Regions from separate parts of the Arachis hypogaea genome. Here region 2 is linked to region 1. A link is a contact called in public Hi-C data. All regions are on one chromosome and are shown on one strand. The core of a region is the stretch at or near the end of the contact, and the rest is flanking DNA. Distances in the headings are between cores, read along the strand shown. Region 1 holds the start of LOC112779270. Region 2 holds the start of LOC112790826.

Evidence for each region. A called contact is a pair of places that touch in the nucleus more often than the background predicts.
Region 2: a contact with region 1 is called in a Hi-C map of leaf, with 2.6 times the contacts expected there. The contact joins the promoter of LOC112790826 here to the promoter of LOC112779270 in region 1. A contact is called at or near these places in 2 of 8 Hi-C or Micro-C datasets (both in leaf).

The regions. Positions count from the first base shown.
Region 1 is chr3:102,442,564-102,448,586 of arahy.Tifrunner.gnm2.J5K5, forward strand. LOC112779270 reads right to left here and starts at 3,101. Exons shown (of 1, transcript XM_025823523.3): 1 at 1,698-3,101. The coding sequence starts at 2,742. The coding sequence ends at 1,864.
Region 2 is chr3:102,571,227-102,577,249 of arahy.Tifrunner.gnm2.J5K5, forward strand. It overlaps LOC112790826, which reads right to left and starts at 3,252. Exons shown (of 4, transcript XM_025833406.3): 1 at 2,684-3,252; 2 at 2,225-2,377; 3 at 1,320-1,391; 4 at 17-1,129. The coding sequence starts at 2,815. The coding sequence ends at 461.

The DNA of each region.
Region 1 (6,023 bases), core at 1,851-4,350:
AAACCGATTATTATGAAAAAACCAAATTTGTGAATAATTTAATTCATTTTAAGCGATTTTTTTTGGTGAACCTTAAGCGATTTTTTTACTTTCATAGAAAACAATTTTTTGGACAAATACAATTGGGCTCGAACCGTTTATGCTTAAAAAAAATCGAGTGAGCTAAAATTAATCCATTACATCTAACAAAAAAAACATTACACAATTGGAATTATGATGCCGCTGAGAAACTGAGTGTTAACCAGACTTCAAAAATAACGATGGATCTCGGACAAAACAACATCACCGCCAGCGAAGATCCAGGCAAAGGCGAGTAAGCAGGCTAATGGAGACAGAAGCTGGGTGGAAAACGGTGAGGAGACAAGTCGCATATTGGAAAACGGAGTTCTCTCATCACATCGTCGGGTCCCTCATCTAAATCGCTGCGTCGCCGGAGCACCAACAAGGACAGAACCGTGGGAAGAAGATGAACTAAACTAAGCAAGAGAAGGAGAAGTGGCGATATGGAAAGAAGAAATGGGACCTAAGACGACTATTTGGGGCACGGGGAGTTGCAAGAGAGTAGAAGATGGATAGCATCTGCGATAAGGGAGAAGAACCGATCAACGGAACCACGCAACCAGCGCCTCTGGCTCGAGGAAGAAGGAGATCAATGCAGATCTTCTAGGTTGGGTGGGACCAGCTTCTGGTTGCGCAAAGGAGGTTGACGGCGAAGAGGAAGCTAACGGCGAGGAGGAAGCTAACGCCGAGAGTCGAACCAAGAAGATGATAGTGACAAGTCCGACGATCGGCAACAGGACCTGTTGCTTCTGCCGCCGCCGACGAGAGCAAGAAAGCCGAGCAACTGAGTGCGAGACTGGAGACGGTGAGAGAGACTGGAACCGAGAGAACGACGAGAAGCTTGAATGCGACACGGGAGATAATGAGAGAGACCGGAGGCGAGAACAGTAAGCCACAGTGAGAGAGATGACAGAGAGCTTCAATGACAGTGACACTGAGGGAGGAGAAGGAGAGAGCTCAGAAAGAAATGATAAACGACATCGTGTTTTGAAGAAAAAAGAAAAATAAAAATCTGACGATTTATATAAATCTGATCTGAATTATAAATTCAGACTGAATTATGTAAACCATCCAAATTCATCTGGTTCTAAGAAATACTACCAATTACATTTTGACATGTCAACGACTTTTAAAAAAGATGTTTAGAGCATCTTTGTGGGAGTATTCCCCATAATTATATACATATTTGGGAGTTGGGACCCACAATGTACCAATAAACACACAAAATTGTTGCATTCTCGGACTATTTCGATTCGCTTCCATAGAAAAATTGAGCTGCTTGTGCACATGCTCCTCTCCTCGTCTAAATTCAGCTTTCTTCTGCCCAAAATCACATGCTTGGGCAAGATTGATTCTTTTCAAAAAAAATTTCAGCTACTTTTTCTTTGGGCAATTTTTAGGTGTCAAGGACTGCTTTTCTGACTGTTTCTTCTGCTAGGTAGTATCTGAATTGGAGTTTTTACATTCCTTTTCTAAATTTATTAAATTTGATGACTTACAGTTTACATATTGTTTGAGATGAGACTGGTTGATAAGATTAAAATTGGTTCATGTGAAGGGGAAAGGCATTGATGATTCCTTGACGATCGAATACATGTTTATCATGGCGAAAAATAAGTATAGTGCCAGACAGTGAAGAGAGTAATAACAAGGTAGTATGATCTTAGTATAAAAAGAAAACCGGAATTTCATGTTATGATGAAGGTACAAATGCTTTCTTCATTGCTTATAATAATAGAAGATCCCTGTTTATCAAAGAGAAAAGCAGTAAAGTAATTGAACCAATACTAACAAAAACAAAAACTACTGAACACCACTCTCAAGAACTGGCTGAGTTCTTGTGACAGCTGCAGAAGGCATTTTACTGTTGCCAACCCATCTACTTTCAAGAACCAGATCTTCATTGGCCTGTCTTTCCATGTCCTGAATTCTTTTAGCCTTCACAAGTCTCAAACAAAGAACCCCTACATAAACCACTGCAATCAACCCGAAAAACCCAACCACAAAGCCAATCAGCCACAGATACCATGGCCTGTTCTTCTTCTCCAGAGGCAGAACAATTGAGAAATGACCCTGCTCTCTGGAGTAACACACGCCATGGGAGCCCATCTCGGTAAGATGGAATGTTCCATTGGAGAGGAAGGCCACACACCTTGCCCTTGAAATGACGCCACCCATGAAAGTAACATTGGGGAATATAACAGATATGGGTTTCCCCATTGTGTTGAGAATGAGGTTCCTCACATTTGTGTCCGTTACATTTGATGCATCGAAAACCATGAATCCAACAACAGAAGAGATCAGTGAATAGCCTGGCAAATTGTAGTAGCGGGAAGACCAGTTGCCAAAGTCTTGGTACACAATGGCCAACCTCTTCACATGGGGAATGGACGCTGTTTTTGGTGGGATCCTAAAGTAACCGAAGTTCGCACCTTTGCTCCAGAGCCTCCGGCTTCGAAGGCGAACCACCGATGCATTCATGCCAGAAAGGTTCCGAGGAAGAAGAGCATCGTAGACGGCACCGGTTTGATGGCGGTGCCTGTGTTTGATGAATGATCGTAAAGCGAAATCTTGGACTAATGAATTGAGTGAGTCGCTCGCAGTGTTGTCGAAGCTATGCACCAATGAGAAGGACGAGGAGCAACACAAGGTGAAAATCAAGAACGAGATGAAGGATCCCATTCAACACTATATGCAGCTACCGAAAAGAGCAAAGAAGCAATGGAGATAAGTGTTTTAAGGCAAAGACGTCTAATGAATAAGTGGGGATGTTAATGGAAAATAGAGCACCAAGTCCAATGATGGTTGCTTTCCACAAAGAAGAAAGCATGCAGAGGTTTGGGTCCCAAGCATGACTCCAGGGTCTAGAGAGAGAGAGAGAGAGAGAGAGAGAGAAGACTCAAAAGTCTTTGATTAACTGTGGCAGTGATGATTTAAGGGTGTTGTGCTTAGTGGCTCGTGGCGCCTGTCTCTGTGTGAGTTTGAGAAAGAATCTTTGTTACTTGTTTTGGTATCACTACTCACAAGTCACAAGAATGTGAGAAGCTACTTTAGGCATGCGTTGATGCCTCGTTTTATCTCCTCGGTCCTCACTCCTCACTGAGACGCAAATTTAGCCTATGATATCATGAAAATTAAATGATTAATGATGAAATCTACTCAGCAACATGAAAAAGAAAACAAAAGAAGAGAAAAGAAAATAAAGCCGTGAAGTTTGGCCCATTATGAAAATCCATGATTCGTAGAACTTCTTCCATGGATGAAATCATGAAGGTATCCAGGTCCAAGAATGAAGGCCCAGACCACAGGAAATAAGCTTCGACTATTGACCCAAATGATATACGGATCCAACCCAACATCAGTGGACCCTACCTTATAAACCTCCCTGTTAGCCCAAAATAAAAATAAAGCTCCTTAAAATTTCAAGCATAATGGAATTTAGGATTTAATTTTTATAGTTTAAATTCGTATAGTTCTATTTACTTGTTTACAAAGCTCTTAACCTTAACAATGGAGATTTAGTTGTTCATGATGCAAAAGAATTCTAGTTGAAAAAAGTGTAAAGTACGGAAGAGAGAAGAAGAAAGGACCCTAGGCTAAGATATTTTCTCCTTTTATATCTAATCCTTATTAATGTAAAATAAAATTTCTAAAACCTAAAAATATCTTTTCTTAATTCAAAACACAAAAAAAAAATTGAATTAAAGCCTAAAGATTTGATGTAATTCACGTGGAAGCTTTTCTCTTTCAGCACACTGGCGCCAAACTTGAGCTAAGTGAAGTTTGGCACCATGTTCATATGAGGACGCACGCATTCCAACGTTCCTGGCGCCAAACACCGGGATGTGACATTTAGCGCCACCATGGTCGCAACAAATTGGAGCTTTATAGTGATACTGGTGCCAAACTTGAGCTAGATGAAATTTGACATCACTTTGTTGCATGAAATTGATTCCTTTTTTCTTTCTGAACTCTGCCAAATTTATCCGAATGCTACCTGAAATTAATCAAATTGAAAAAATAACTTAAAGTAGTATTTATGGTGGCTTAAAACACCTAAATCATAATTTAATTCAACAAATTCAAATTCACTAAGAAAAGAAAAAAAGGATGCGCACGCATCACTTCTTCTTTGTGACTTCAATGAAATGTTGTCTCCAATCGAAAGCAATAGTGGTTTTTTCTCTGTGCAGAAAGCTTCTCATTTTGCTGATGTGTTGGATATTGGTGGTATCTTTGACATTCCTTCAAATGATAGAAGATTCACTTGGTACCATTGGATTTAGAATTTTTGAGATGTTGCTAAGAAATTGGATCGTGTTTTAATTAATGAAGCTTGTTTGTTCCTTTTTCCTGAGACTAATTTGGAGGTGCTTAGTAAATTGAACTCAAACCATTGTCTTATTTTGGTGCGTTTCTTTGGTAATCCTAAACCAAGAGATGCCCGCCCATTTAGATTGCAAGCTGCGTGGTCTACTCATCCCGAATACTAGATGGTTATCCAAAAGTCTGGAACTCAAAATTCTTTAGAGATGTCTAGAAGGACTCGTTGGAGTTTAACACCAAGATCTTTGGCAATACTTTTGTTAGAAAGAGGAATTTAAAAAATCAAATTAATGACATTTAAAGTTAGTTAGAGACCTCTGATGACTTGTTACTAAGGGATAAAGAAAGAGAGCTCAATGAAGATCTTAACCAAACCTTACTCTAGGAGGAACACTTAGGGTATCAAAAATCGTGCGAGCAATTGGTGAAGTATAGAGATCGTAATACAAAGTTCTTCCATATGCAATTTCTGATGTGCAAAAGTCATAATAAAATTTATGGCTTCTTTGTTGGTGATGACTCTTGGTCAACTGATCTTGATATCCTTCAAAAAGAAGCTCTTTCTTTTTACAAGAATCATTTATGCTTGACAGAAGAAATGGAAGTTGATTGTATGGGGGATTATCTCTTGCCTAATCTTAGCAATGAAGCGTGTGATAGACTTATAACTCCTGTATTGTTTACTGAGGTTAAATCTGCTATCTTCAATATGAGCCCTTTCAAGGCACCTTGCCCTGATGGGATTTCAAGCCTTCTTCTTTAAGGACTACTAGAGATTCTTGGTACCAATGTCTGGAAGGTGGTTCAAAGATCCTTCTCGGGAGAAATGCTGAATCCTAACATCATGGAAACCTTTATTGTCTTAATTCCTAAAGTAGATTGTCCAACTTTTTTGAAAGATTTTAGACCCATAAGTCTATGCAACATGTCATATAAAATTATCACTAAAGTTCTTGTAAATAGGCTGTGTCCTTTCCTTACAGAGATCATTGGCCTTTTACAGGGGGTTTATTCCTGGAAGAGGTGCACCAAATAACGTTATTATTGCTCAGAAATCCTTCACTTTATGGAAAAAAAAAAACTAAATCTTGGAAAGGTACCCTGGGCTTTAAGATTTCTAACACCATATCACACAGAGGTGGCAAGGTATTACGACCCCTAAAACAAAAATACGTATGTAAATATAATTGAAAGAAATGGTAAATAGGATCCATGAAAAAGAAGCTAAGCAAAAACATAACAAAAGATCGCATCACTCAAGTCTACGTAAGCATAAAATGGATAAACAAAATAGAAAAGAAGGCTAAAAACACATAGGAATTTGATATCTGTATCTATATATAACCCACAGTCATCCCAAAAGACAAGACAAAAATACCTGTTTCTCCAAGTCAACCTCTAAGAGGGACAAAATACAAGTTATACAGGGTAGAGAATATAATTACATATATACATAGCCTAATCACAAAATATCACAGCCCAAAATGAAATCTTCACTTGCACAGAGAATCTCCAGACGCTCAACGAGGTGCCTCTCGACCTGCATCTGAAAAATAATAATGTATGTATAGAATAAGAATCGGGGGTTCTTAACATGGTAAAGGTGCCCATATAGATAATATATAAAGTGATGGGAA
Region 2 (6,023 bases), core at 2,002-4,501, 130 kb after region 1:
TGGAGGACCACTGTAGTGAGCAACAAATCTTTTATCTTTTGATGACCAAAATAGTTTTATTAGAGGTTTATTTTTCCAAAGAGAAAACAAAAGATGAGTTAATTGACATTATATAGTACACAACCGTCTTCCATCCTCATTTTATCTAAAATGAATGGTTTGAATAATGGCTTTCAAATAATACCACTAATTTCATCAAAGATATGGACAAAGAAGGGCACTGATTTCTGTAATATACAATTGTAAGAGCCCACCAGCTCATGTTACTCCTTGCACATGCACTTTGTCAGTTTACCTTAAGAATGAGGTACCGTTCTGTTCTTGTAACTTGTAAGCATTTGCTTCTGAAGACACTGATCCAAAGCACAAGGCGGCATCATCCTATTAGCCTGCATAGCAACTAACATTATGGGGTCCTAGCTTTGCTAAAATATCATGATTACTGTCAACTCTCAAGAAGCTATTTCATCAAGTCTAAGAACACAAATGCATTCCACAGACTATGCAATAACATTGATGGCAATAGATTCCTTGACCTTGTAAATATGACACCCATCACCATCCCAAGAAATATGAGTGGTAGCATCCTCTGTATATTAAAATGTGCAAGTGCAAAGGCAATTGAACTAACTAGTATTGCACACCAAACTGGCATGTATTTGGTAAGAGAAGGAAGTAGAAAACCACGGAAAACTATCTCCTCCCACACAGGAGCACAAACTGATACTACAGTTGCATATAACAACATAGCCACCGGATCCCTTGATCTTATGGATTGCTCAACACTTGAAAGGGTGACAGGGGTAGACGGCAAGAGAGGTAGTAGATCCAGGTTGAATTGAGAGAGCCGATTGACAAAAGGAAACATGAGACACCCTATGATAACATCTAGTTGCCAATTCCCTTTCAAGCTGAACTTGAACCAGTCGGGTGGGAGGGGACGAAATCGTGAAAGACAGCGAAGAAGAATCGCGATCCCAGCAAGTCCCTCAGTTACATCAGTGATGAGACTAAACAGTGCCTGTCCTCTCAATGTCAAAGATTCCTTGCTGAGACCAGATACATGAGCTGCAAAAGGAATCATCCAGGTTCCTATAAACCAAAACGCAGATGTCCAAAGAAGCATCACCTGCATCATACATGTATGCACGGCTTAATGCACTTACACATTTAGTTATTTAACTATGTTCAATAGGCCTGTCATCATGGCTTTCATACCAGTATCATATCACCAAAAATTTCTCAACCTTAAGGAATTGATACACAAAATCACAATTTATTTAATCAGTTCTCGCTCTCAAAGTTAGAGAAGCACTTACTTGCAATATCGTCAGTGCACTCCATGGTACAACCCATCGGCTGCCAAATACCTTGAATACTAACTCCGCAGTCTGAAGGAAAATCAAGCATTTCGGTAAGCAGATTGACACAATAACTATAACAACAGCACCAAAAGCCTTTCCTTAAACTGTTTTGGCGGCAGGGGAATTGACATATGATAAATTGCAATTAGAATACAACCAAAAACAACAAGTGCATTGACAAGTGTTTCTTGCAAGAAAATCTAACTTCATGTATCAACTGAGATACAAAATGATGCATGTGGATTAAAATCAAGAGAGCATAAGATTAAAGATCAAATAATCTCAGTCGAGGAATACAAATCCGCTTTTCATTATTGTATTCATACAATCAAAGGCAACCACATCCATCTTCCCTTTCCATCACTTCACCAATGGACAAATAATACAATCAGATAGTCATCATGTCGACCAAATTATTCCATTTACCGGCACCGTCTAGTGCAACCACCTAATCACAGAGAATCACTTCTCCTACTAGACAGGAGGAGCTAAAACGTGGACCAAACATATTTCAGCCTCTAGATTTGAGAGCCAAAATTCGCACTTTATCAGCTATCATTACCACTCCAGAGGAGTAAGCCAAATAGTCATACATACATTTCCAGACAATGATTGGCTTCTGTAAGTGCATTTTGAGTGGACGCAGAATGTCTCAATGCTTCATAGTTCATACCCAGTAAATTTTGACATATTGCCACAATTATATGTCACAATATGATAAGAGAACTCTTAAATTTTCAACTTATATGACAATTGTTTCTGACAACACTGATTCTGGGAACACGAGGCTTGAAGCAATACAAGATGGATCAACATAGAACACTATCTGTTATGAAAGCGAAGTAGAGACATAGTGATACCTTCTGGAGATTCGATTTCCGGTCACTTTTAGCGACACTAGTGTGATTGAATTCAGATTGCACCAATTCCTCGGGGAGATAGTGCTCTATAACTTCAGGCTTGGGTGTTTCCGGAGAATGGTGTTCTTGCCTAAAGCACGAAATACTCAATTTCTGCAAGAAAAACAAAAGCACACAAACAAATCACTAGAAGCACATTCACATAATTATTTGCCGTCTCTTTCACTAATAACTCCACAAATAAACATCAAGTAGTAATAAGAGCTCAAATCTGAAAATGCCCCATTAGGATAATTGAATGTCACTGGTTACTTCAGAAAACACAAAACCCTCGACAAAACAAGGAATCCCCCCCCCCCCCTTTCCCCCCTTTTACCCCCTCTTTAACAGAAAAATGCAATCGAAAGCAACGATTTTCAACAGAAAAAGATAAGTGAGGTGATTGGAGATAATGCTTACGTTGGTTGGAGAGCGTTGACGAGAATCGAAGATCCGAAAGGGGTTTAGGGTGGGGGGTCGGGGAGATGGCTTAATTGGAAGAAAGAAGCGACAAAACCCAGAGTAAGAAGAAGGAGTAGAGGTGCTCAACATTGATAAAAACCAATTCCTAAGCCAAACTAAGCAAATCAAAACGCTGCACTCAAAATTATATCTTTATTAAAGCAACAAAGGAACAGTATTGGGAGCCCGAAGCCGAAGCCGAAGCCGAAGCTGGTTTGGTTGAGGTGCCTAGGTTAGGTGAGGGTAAGAGGTTGTAGGTTTAGTAGCTGTGGGAATGAAGGAATGAATGTAGATTGAAGCTTGGGCTGTGTTGTACTTCTAGATTGTTGTGTATATGTTCATCCACACATCAAACACGACCACTTAACTTGTTTTCTTTTCAACCAATCGTCTTGTTTTCTGCATAGATTTATATAAAATTTTCTCACCAGATTCATTTCTGATATATCACCTCACTACAGGGATTGTTGTGTGAACCAAATCTCTAAAACACACGTTCTTTGTATGGGCAAATTAACCATAATTTTAATGTATTCAAGTACAACATTTTTAATATCTAAGTAAATTTATATATTTTAATAATAAAGTAACAATATAAAAAATTAACGTAATTTTTTTATATATCATTTGTTGATTTTTGTATAGAGAAGTATATGATCTTCTATTCATTTATGATGATTGTGCAATTTCTTTGATCACCTGGAAATCTGTTCTTTCCAGATTCAACTTCGCCACAGGTTGAACCACAAAATTTAATTTACTTTATATTCTGAAGTATTTGATTAATCCCGCTTCCTAATTGTAACGTTGTTGTTACTTAATTACTATCTGAAGGGAAAAGTATAACAAATATCAACGTCAGAATGCAACTGACAGAATAATTAGTTTTAGTATATTTTTTGGGATAAAATACATAGATAAAAGAAATGGCATTTAATATTATATGGAGATCCTGAAACCAAAAATATTACATGCATACCTCGTTATGTTTATATGTAAATCAAAACCACCTAATTTGATTTACTATAACTTTATGTAAATCAAAATATGTTGATTCGATTTAATATGTGTTATTGTAAATTGAAATGCTTTAGTTTAATTTACTATATGTTGCTGTAAATCAAAATACACTAATTCGATTTACATGTATTAAGATAAATCGAATTATACTAACTTGATTTATTAGAGACGTCTAAATCGAATTACGACACCAAGTAATTCAAATATAAAAAATTCGATTTATTAGTATATTGAAGAGAATATATGAATCGAATTTAAGTAATTCAATTTACTACAAGATACAATCTATATAAATATAATCAGAATGTTTTTGGTTCATTAGAGTAGAACTTGTAATGGCTAGTGATGATAGTTTTCTAGTTCTTGTGCATTATAGAGAGATAATTAAGAAAAAACGTGAGAGGAAATAAAATTTACAGATAAGGATCTGTTGAGTGTGTTTATCAAATCTTCAACGAATTTTGTTGAGTTTTAACATACTATAATCTAAAAACTGGGACTGCATGGTGTGAAACGGGTGGAAAAGTAATTTTATAAAATTTCAATTTCTGTTGTACGAGATGGTGTGAAGTACGACTCCTTTGTGATAGACAGTGACGAAGATTTGCAAGTTTTGTTTCACTATTGTCGTCAGTTTCTGAGGTGAGAACTATGAGCTATTGGCCAAGTTTGGAGATGTGATATGTAGTTCAGGAAGATCGAACCGAAATCTTTAATTATTAATAATGCCAAAAGCCTCTAATTCAATGCTTGTTGGTACTTATTCATCTGTGCATGTTTAGATTTAGTACGAACCTACCTCATTTTAAGGTTTTGTCCTACTAATTTGAAGTTGCATGTCTCAATTTACCTCTTTGCATACTAATTCAAATCTTGCTTATTCGTTTTACTATGAGAAGTTTTAAATCAAATTTTTTTGATTTGATTTACATAGAAACACAAATAAGACATGCATGTAACATTTTTGGTTTCAGGACATCCATATAATTTTAGATGTCATTTCTTTTATCTATTTGTTTTATCCTATTTATTTGCTCCATTTCTTTCTTTCTTTGTTTCTCTTTTCTTTTTGGTAGAACTAGGGGTGCACAGACCCGGCCCGGTCCGAAGGCCCGGCCCGACACCGAACACTTTAGGGACTAATTTGGTGTGATTTCATCGGGTCTAGGGTCGGGTACGGGTCTCAAAAATAGACCCGGTCATTATTTTGGGTCGGGTCCGGGCCATATCTCGGGTCACCCGAAGTTGGTCCGGTGGCCCGGTCATCATACACAATTAATATTTTGTATTATTAGTGATAGATTATGACTATTCTTATGTGGAATTTAAGTATTGTAAACCTTAATATTTTGTATTATTAGTCATTATAAGACTATGAATTAATGTTTTATGTTTAGAATGCATAAGACTTTAGACTAATACATAAGATTGTGTTATTTGTATTGATTTAAATATTTGGTATTATTAGACAATATTAGTATTGATTGTGGTTATGCTTTAATTTTAAAGAAGGGTTAGTTCTTGTTATATTTTTCTAAGTGAATTTTACCATGTTAACTAATGGTTGGAGTCTTGGAAATTTAAATTTTTTTACATGCTAGCTTACAGGAAGGTATCAACGTAATGTAATGTTAACGGTCCGGTTTTCACCCGATATAATTGTGGCCCGAAAGTGTATTGGTTTCATCGGGTCTAGGGCCGGGTTCGGGTCTAATAAATAGACCCGGTGTATATTTCGGGCCGGGTCTGGGTCACATCAAACCCGGCTTCACCCGGCCCATGTGCACCCCTAGGTAGAACTAACCATCTATTCTTATTATAAAAGATAATATTAAGTTCTTTTGTATTGTGCTGAAGCCATATTTTCTCTTTTAATGATACTATCTCAGCAATTCTGTTTACTTAGCAAAACTTGAAAATTAACTAATCATCTTTTAGTAAAAAGTTTTTAAAAAATTAAAAAATATCTCTTATTATTCAATTAAAACATAAATTAAAAATTAAATATAATAAATGTACATTAAAAGTATCATAATAATAATTATTATTAAAAGTTTCAGTTACAAATATTGAGATTCTACAACTTATACATGTTAATACTCTTAGTACTACATTATTTGGTCTATTTATATATGCTACATAAGACTCTACTACTCTTTATTTCTTAATTTCTCATACCAATTAACGAAAACTCTTTCAAGTAAGTTTATATTTGTCACATTTTTTTATTTAATACATTTAAAATATATCATGATTATAAAATTACTTCATAATTTTA